Linked DNA regions of Macaca mulatta: region 2 is linked to region 1. Evidence: chromatin contacts called from public Hi-C data. All regions are on one chromosome and are shown on one strand. Each heading gives the region's core, a stretch centred on a gene start, on an enhancer-like site or on the middle of the called end of the contact. The rest is flanking DNA. Distances are from core to core; before and after follow the strand shown.

Evidence for each region. A called contact is a pair of places that touch in the nucleus more often than the background predicts.
Region 2: a Hi-C map of fetal cortex germinal zone shows a contact between it and region 1, with 2.5 times the contacts expected there. The contact joins the promoter of SKIL here to the promoter of PRKCI in region 1. A contact is called at or near these places in 2 of 14 Hi-C or Micro-C datasets (fetal cortex germinal zone and fetal cortical plate).

Annotation. Positions count from the first base shown.
Region 1 is chr2:81,938,043-81,942,169 of T2T-MMU8v2.0, reverse strand. PRKCI (protein kinase C iota) reads right to left here and starts at 2,251. Exons shown (of 19, transcript XM_015131633.3): 1 at 1,905-2,251; 2 at 515-573. The coding sequence starts at 528.
Region 2 is chr2:82,070,452-82,075,239 of T2T-MMU8v2.0, reverse strand. It overlaps SKIL (SKI like proto-oncogene), which reads right to left and starts at 2,535. Exons shown (of 7, transcript XM_077991676.1): 1 at 2,443-2,535; 2 at 1-502.

The DNA.
Region 1 (4,127 bases), core at 1,002-3,501:
AGGCCTATTTACATGTGTCAAACTAATATAAATGGGAAAATAGAAAGAAGCACTAATTTCTTACCTTTCATAGACTCATTGGAGAAGATGATCTCAATTTAATAAGCCAAGAATGTACTGAAAGCCTTAGGGCCAGGCGCAGTGGCTCATGCCTGTAATCCCAGCACTTTGGGAGGCCAAGGCGAGCGCATCATTTGAGGCCAGGAGATCAAGACAAGCCTGGCCAACATGATGAAACCCTGTCTCTACTAAAAACACAAAAATTAGCCCGGTGTGGTGGCGCATGCCTGTAATACCAGCTACTGGGGAGGCTAAGGCAAGTGAACTGCTTGAACCCAGGAGGCAGAGGGTGCAGTGAGCCAAGATCATGCCACTGCACTCCAGCATGGGTAACAGGGTAAGACCCTGTCTCAAAAACCAACAAACAAAAACAAAATAAAATAAAGTGAAACATCTCATTCATCAAATTACAAGTAAGGGTTTTTAAAAAAAGCAAAGGAAGCTTTTTTCTCACCTTGCAAAGTTCATGGCTGACCATCCTCAAGTCAAAACAGTTCTTGTGACAACTACAAACTTTAAAAAAACATACACAGATTTCTTGGTACTGATTTAAAATCAAAATCTCCTTATTCAATTTTACCTGTTTAAACACAAAGGTATCATACTGTCCTATATAACTCCAATAAACTACTCCTGCATACAGTCAGGCTAACAATAAACAGAGGCCAGAGGCTTCATGGCAGCAAACTAGTAAGTCCTTACATCAAATCAACACAACATTTAGGGGCTTAGATTTTCTTTGAAATCAAAACAAGAGAGGCAGTTTGAGAGTTTGCTATCTTCACTGATCCTCTCAGGAATGTAAAAGTATGCACTACAATTTCAACCTACCACTGCTTGAGTTTTTTAAAGCAATTTACTTCTACCTGGACAAGCAGTAAGGCAAGTCAAAGTAGCTGGGTTTTTTGTGACTTCTCAGTCTCAAACCTTTATGGTCACACTAACATTTCACATTTCTAATGCTCCTAAACATAATTATCTCAAAAAAAAAAAAAAAAATTCAAACCACAACTGTATTTAAAGGAAGGGGACACTTTGCGTCACTGACAGAAAATGATTTAACACAATGAACTCAGAACTGGGTTTTTTCTTGTAACCATAGTAAGAGTGAAGATCAGAGAATTTAAAACTGCAACTAGGCTAGTCGCACTTTGCAGTATCTCACCCTATCGGGTAGTCGTTCAAACAACACCGAGAAAGAAAGGCTCACAAAATTTTGATTTACACACATGCAACTTAATCTTGACGAGACATAAGTACCCACTGCACGTCCCTGAAAACGCATCGACTTGATTCTTAAATACAACCCCTATGTCTAATATACTGGCAGTGCAGATACACTACGTGAACACAACGGGGATGAAGATATATCTAAGAGAACAAGAGGCGTTAGGCCTGCTGGTAATCAAAACGGCCAGCTAACTGAAGTAGTCCCGTTTTCTATCCCCACAGCAAACAGAGTTAACTAAAGCACCGCTTGGAATCCTCAACTCGCAACCCCAAATACACCCAGACTTAAGGATGCAAGGCCACTACAAAGCTCTCAGTAGACGAGTCTCTCGTCCACACCAGGTGCACCTACTCTATCCCTTAGGTTCCTCCTCGGACCCTACTCTGGCCCCTTGGGTCCCCGCACTGCCATACCTGGGTACCCCTCCAGTCCTGCGTCCCCTTGCTTCGCCCCCACCCCCATCACTTCGTCATTCGCCCTGAGTCACCGGAGCCGCCCGCCCGCCCAGCCCAACCCGCCTACAACACCTCCAGCCCCTCACCCTCCCCTCCTCCATGCCGAGTGGAGCCGGCCTGTCCCCTCCCGCCCACGCGCCCTGCCCCAGGACACTCACCCGCGGTAGTAGGCTTTCACCCGGACCTGGTGGGAATGGTCCCCGCTGCCGCCGCCTGCGACCGTGTGGGACATGGTGCTGCTGTCCCTCTGAGTCGGCATCTCCTCACTCCCCCGCCTCAACACTGGAGGCCGGGGGTGCGGGGGGGCGCTCCGGACCCCGTGGGGGACTCCGCCGCCCGCGCCTGTCGGAGAGCCGCGGCCGTCAGCCCACCTACCTGCCCACCTCGCCCGCAGCGCCGACCCAAGGGTCGCCTCGCCGGAGCAGCCGGAACCGCGCGGCTCCTCCCACTCCCCGTAGGCGCCGCCGCCTCTACAGCCGCCCGGGCCCAGGACACCTCCTGCGTCGGTCCCTCCCACTTCGCTCGCTCCAAAGGCCCACATTCCGGGGTAGGGCGGGCGCAACCATCTAGCCAGCTCAAGGAGCCTCAATGCCGGGCTGAACCATCCTTACGGGGGCAGAGAAAGGAGACAGAGGGAATGGGAGACGCTGCTTATGGCATCAAACAGGCCAGGAGGGGTGCTTTCACGCGAGCTGTGAAAGAGACAATGACCAGCTCTAGATCACTAAAGTCTCTTCCCTGGAGGAACAATGGTAGGGACAAATTCTACGACACCTCACCCTAGCCTCGCAACTTGGTCACGCCTGCGGTCGGCCGACTTGGCACCCGGGATAGATTTGCGTGCAGGTTTCTGGGATTTGGAGTCCTCATGGCATTCTGGGACTTGAGGTTCCTTGCGCGTAGGGTTGCGCGCCTTCCCGTTGGTGAAGTCTCTCTCTCCAGCGTGCTCCCTGGAGCTGTTGGGGTGGAAAACCTGGATCCAGCTTGGGCATCTGAAGGTCCTGGAAATGACTGGGCTTTCTCACGTTCTAGACTTTATTATCTGATTAAGTCTCCCATCTTCTAATTGCATAAATCGTCTAAATTATACATGTCTTTTTGGGGAACAAGAATTTGGTTACCTGCTCAGCGTAACCTCTTTTATGGAAATAATTTAATAACATATGTAACAAATATAATAAAGGAAGAAAGTCAACCAGAAGATAGGATGAAAACCCGATTTTTCTTATTTGGGGGCCCCCATATCTAGGCCCTTGTAGACTGCCCTTGCATGGAACAAGAGCATAATGAATACTTGCCCAATCAAGTCAGTCAATCCAAGAGCATTTCATTCTGTTAAAAACTGGCTTACCAAGGATTAGAAAGAATCGTCCTTGTAACCTAGTCTCTGACTTTCCTAGGATGTTGGCTCTGACACATAATTTACACTGCAACTACAGGTAGCATGAATCCAGCCCCTACAGCAGTCCTGGTGCTGAACGAGTTGGAATAATCAAAGAAATAGCTTTCTTTACGATGATAAAATAGGCTTGGGGGACTGAGTCATCAGTTATGTGTGACATTTTAGCGTGGTACGACATCCTCCAACTGCTACAGACTTGGATTATATACTCTTACTAAAAATTCCCCTTGAGTCAGGCAAAGGGCTACATGCCTGTAGTCCCAGCCTTTGAGAGGCTGAGGCAGGAGGATCACTTGAGCCCAGGAGTTCAAGGCCAGCCTGAGCAACATGGTGAGACCCCATCTCTTAAACAGACAAACAAAAATCCCATTGAAAACTTGGTATCAGGTTTTCACCAATTGGAGACCTGCATCAGCATGTTTAATACAGAGGGATTAACTATGGAATATACGTTATTTCTAGTGGAAAATTTAGCAGGCTTGTGACAAATTTGTAATGCTGTAGAAAAAGAAATTTATGTCATATAGGGAGTGAAAATGTATAGAGAAATGAAAGGTAAGACATGGAAAATGTTCTTGATCATGATTCCTTAGCATTTTGAAAAATCCTTCTTCATTGACCTCATAGCATGCTTTGAAGGTGACCATTGTTTCCAGAGGAGGCTTACTGCTTACTTTGTCAGCTATGAGAATCTGTACATATTGATAATTTGCATCAATACCACTGTATAAATAAGTTTTCTTTCTCTGAAAGATGGAGCTTTACTTGTGATTATCAGGGAAAGCATTTTTTGTTTTCATTTTTTTAGAGATGGAGACTCACTATGATGCTTAGGCTGGAGTGCAGTGGCTAGTCACAAATGCGCTCATAGCACACTACAGTCTTAAACTTCTTGACTCAAGCAATCCTCCCACCACAGCCTCCTGAGTAGCTGGGACTACAGGTGCATTCCACCATACCTGAATAACATTTTTTTGTT
Region 2 (4,788 bases), core at 1,286-3,785, 130 kb before region 1:
ATTCCCTTAAATTAATAAATTTTGCGACTTAGTTTTGGTTCTCCTTATATAATCTGGTATAATTTCACTGCAAGTCCTATGTAACTGTTCGTTTTGCCTCTAACAATAAAGAGGCACACCTCTGAGAATGCCTTTGTTTTCTTGAATTCTTCAGATATACATATTAAAATAAAGTTACCAATTTCTCAATTAAAGATGTCCAGGATCAATGCAATGGTTTGGTTTGTTTTAAGCAAAACACATGAAAAGTTTATGCCATTCCTTGGGCCATAAAATCTAGACTCAAACACAACTCAAAATGATGCAACCAAATTTAATCTTTACCACCAAGGAAACCGAAAAGGAGGGCAGAGGGAGTATGTCCTCTAAAAATGATGGTCTGCTGGTCTGTGCTGGAAAACCGAAGACGTGTGTAAATCCTCAAACCAGTGAGAAAAGCCTCCGACTTAAAAAACTGCCCAGTTATCTTCAAGGATTATAGTTCATTCTTCTTTTAATTAATCTGGAAGAAGAGAAGGGGGTGGGGGAACAGTTACATTTGAATTTGCTTCAGAGGCCAAACGGGGCCAGTTTAAAACCAGTTGGTTTTTTTTTTTTTTTTTTTTTTTTTTTTAACGGAGTCCCGCTCTGTCACCCAGGCTGGAGTGCAGTGATCTCGGCTTACTGCAACCTCCGCCTCCCGGGTTCAAGCAATTTTCCTGTCTCAGCCTCCCGAGTAGCTGGGACTACAGGCGCAAGCCACGACGCCCAGCTAATTTTTTAGTATTTTTAGTTGAGTCGGGGTTTCACCATATTGGTCAGGCTGGTCTGGAACTCCAGACCACAGGTGATCCTCCCACCTGGGTCTCCCAAAGTGCGGGAAATACAGGTGTGAGACACCGCACCCGGCCGAAACCAGTTGCTCAATCTTAAACTGAGTTCACTTTACCAAAGGTGAAGCTTGAGTGATTTCTTTAAATCTAACACCAGTTTACTAGAAGAACATTCATTTAAATAGGAAAGCAATTTGGAGTTGGAGAAAGCTAGCAATAATACAACACAAAAGGCCATTCGAGTTCAGAACATGAAGACTCTTAAACAGATCATCTCAATCAGTACCAGAGGCTTTCTCAGTTATGCCATTTTAAGGGAGGAAAAAAATCCATTACTTCATCTCCTATTTAAAAAAAAAAAAAAAAAAACAGTTTCATCCAAAAAAATCAGATAGGAGTTAACATATCTACCATATGTAACCAAGTTACAATTTTAAGTGAATTAATTCAGCTAGTCCATGTACACTAATTTTCTGAAATAACTGTAGACAAAAATTAACTCTCTCTTTAAAAGGTTAGCGATTTTACTTAATGGAAGCCAAAAGCTATAGACTCCACACCTGGGAATCTCCAACCTTGAACAAGACTAATCCGGGACAAAAAGCACAAGGCAGACAAACCTCACAAAGAATGCAAATGGAGGAAGAGGGGAAAAGAAAAGACTCTTCTACTTCCTTCTTGAGAGAAAACCCAAAATAAATCCAATAAATAGAAATTTTTACTTCCCAAACTCTCAGCAATTTACCTTAAAACAGACCCAAAGGATTAAGGACCAATGCCACCAACCATCGTACAGATTTTTGTCCACCACGAGAACACACCTCAGTCAACACAGGCCAAGGAAGAGGGCAAGAGGCATGCCCTAGAATGCGGGAGCCCCTAAAACCCTGAAGTCCTCCGCCCACTCAAAGCCACCCACCTATCTCTAACCCGAAGAGGGGGAGAACAAGGGACACGGGAAGCCTGGGGGTGGGTGTGCAAGGGGGCGGAGGGAAGTAAAGGGAGGAGTCCCCCCACCCCCACCCGCGAGCCTGGGATAACCCCAAGTGCCCTCCCAACACCGCCCCCCCGCGGGGGCCGCGGGAAGGACTGTGGAAATCCCCCCCCCTCCGCGCGCCCACTCCCTGGGAAGTTCTCGGGTGTCACCTCAGCGACCCTAATGGTGCACCTCCCCCCGCCAGCCCCGGGCCAGAACGAAGAGGGCATTGGGGCAGTTCAGGCGCCGAGAGCGGATCCCCGCGCCGCCGGGGGCTGACGGACCGGGTCGAGACCAGGGCATCCCCGCGGAGCGCTGCTGGAGTGGGGGAGGGGGGCGGTGACGGGCGTCCGGGTCTCCGGGGTCCCCGCGGCTCCCGTCAAGTGCAGCGCCCTGCCCTGCCCGCGCCCACCGCCTGGGGCCAACGAAGCGTGATCAGCTGTGGGACACGCGCCTAGCGACCCCCTCTGGCCCCGACCCCCCCCCCGGGACCCGCGCATCCAAACCCCCTACTCGGGCCTCGGTGCCCGGGAAGCTCCACGAGCTTTGTGAACTCCCCACCGCCCCTGTCGCCACCGTCGGGCTCCCAGGAGGGTGAGCGCCTCTGGCCTCCCGCCGCCTCCGCCGCGTCCCAGCCGTGAGCCGGAGCCGCACCTGTGCCCGCCGCCGCCGTCGCCGCTCGCCCGCTCCCTTCGGCTGTGCCGGCGCCGCTCCGAACCCCACACACATCGCTACACACAGCCCTCTGACGTCACCGAGTCCTCGGCCCGCCCACGTCACTGCGGAGACACACGGCTTCCCGCAGACGCCGCCGCCGTCTCCGGCCGCCCGGGGGAGAGCGAGGGCGGCGGGGAGGGGGAGGGGAAGGGAACGAAGCCAGCGGCGGCGCCGCGCGCGCGGGACCGCCGGCGTCTCCGCCGCCGCCGCCGCCACTTCGCGGCTCCCGACCCCCTCGGGGACGCGCGCGCCGTCTGGCCTATTGTAGCTCCTCAGGGCACCCCCCGGCCCAGTCGTCTCGCGCGCGTGCCCCTCCCCCCAGGCGCGCGCCCGGCGCTTCTGGCCCCGCGCGCCGTCTGGGCGGCTGGCGCGCGGCGCTGTCTGCGGTGCACCCGGCGCAGACAGGATGTTCCCTCCCCACCCCACCCTCACCGCCGCCCTCCCTCCTTCCTTCCTTCCTTTAGTCGCCCAGCCGGCTGTCTGGGGCCACCGCCCCGCCCCCGCCCCACCCGCCGCTCTGTGGTGATGGGCCAGACCCGGGGGCGCCCTGGCCGCTCGGACGCCGCGCAGCGGGGAAGAGGGGGCAGGGCAGCCACGCCGTGCACTGTGCGCGACCCCAGCAGCCGGCAGGGCGGAGGCAGTGCTCGCCCGGCAGAGCGCCGCCGCCCGAGGTCAGGCACGGGCGACCCTCCCCCTGCTGGGCCGCAGCTGGGCCGCCCCGCCCCGGAGGCAGCCGGGCGGCGGCCGCCCTGCAGGGCCCCGGGGGCCGGCTCTGCTCCCCGCCCCCGCGGGACCTCCCTCCTGGGCTGCCCCTCGCCCCCTCGGGGCCTCCTGCCCAAGGGCCGCCCAGCCAGCTGCCGGCGCTCCGCCCCGCCCCGGCGGCCCCGGCCTCGCCCGAGCGGCCTCCACCCAGACGCCTTCCCCTGGCTGACCTCCATCCGCCATCGGGTCGGGCGGGAGGGGTGGCCAAAGTTCTGGCAAAACCGAGAGCAAACATTTCTATCCCTGCTCCCCAGCCTCCTGCCTCCACCCCACCAGGCTGCTCTCTCGGTTCCAGAAGGGAGCTATAAATTACAGGTTTTTACAGTGTTTACTGAGGCCTTTTTCTTTTTTTTTTTTGGAGAGTGACGAGACGAGGTTGGGAATATAGGACTCAAGAGCTTTCCGGCTGTGACCCTCTGAGGCGTGTAGGGTGGTCTTCCTGGTTCCCAGGGTAGCCGATTAGCATATTGAACTCTGCAGAGCTGCTCCGTCACATTTCGAAACACCAAGAAATCCCCTTTTCTCCACCCCACCACAAGATCGGGAACTGAAATAGTCCACCGAGTAGCAGTGCACAGAATTCAGGAGACTCGAGCTTTGTCCCTTTTTTTCCCCCATTTTCGTCCAATTTCTTCTAGTTTTACTGCCTCGAGTTATTCCTATGGGGGCCCACATTTGGAGTCGGCCGGCTGGAAATACTTGTGCTCGTATATTTTTTTTATTATTATTTCCTCACAACAGGCCTCCGAAAGGCTCACAAGCCTCCCAATCCCCACCACTCGCTGCACCTCCACCCAAGTTCCCTTCCTTAGGCCCCCACCGCCGAGCTCCCAGGTCGTGCCCCCTCTCCACCCCGCCCCCCTTTTCTTCCTTCTTGACTGCCTCCTTTCCTGAACATGAATAATTCCACAGCACTTCCCATCTGTTATTGCCATAGAGACAGAAGCTTGGCAAAGATAATGATGTTCTGTGCAGAGCCAGTGGGGGAAAAACAGCATCTGCGAGTCTGGGGGGATAGATTTTGTAACTGTGAGAATATTCAGAAGGCCTGGCTGAAGATCTGCTGTGAAGACTGGACAATCCTGAAACTTCGCACCAGGTCAACTCAGCACCTGGCTCCTGTGTCTAGCCAGAAGGAACAATTTTTAGAAACCCACATGACTGCTTAATAAAAAAAAAAAAAAAAAAAGTAATTCTGAAACTGCAATTATTAATAAATGTTTAGTAGTCATTTTACCAGCCATAAGAATAATTACTTGCTAGCATGTCCAAGAACCAAGATAAATTGGACAGTAAATAGACTTTTGAGAAATCAAACACATTAATCCGCCTCCCCATTCTGTTTATTTGCATTCCTCAGAAATCTGTTTTTGAGAGATCTTTCATGCCTGTGATATTCTGTGCAATGGTTTGACAAATAGTGACCGGCAAGTATGACTAGAACCAATCAAAATTGAGGGCATTTATTTTTCCCTTATTGGTCAAAGTACAAAATGCATCAAATTAAAATCACTTTGCCCT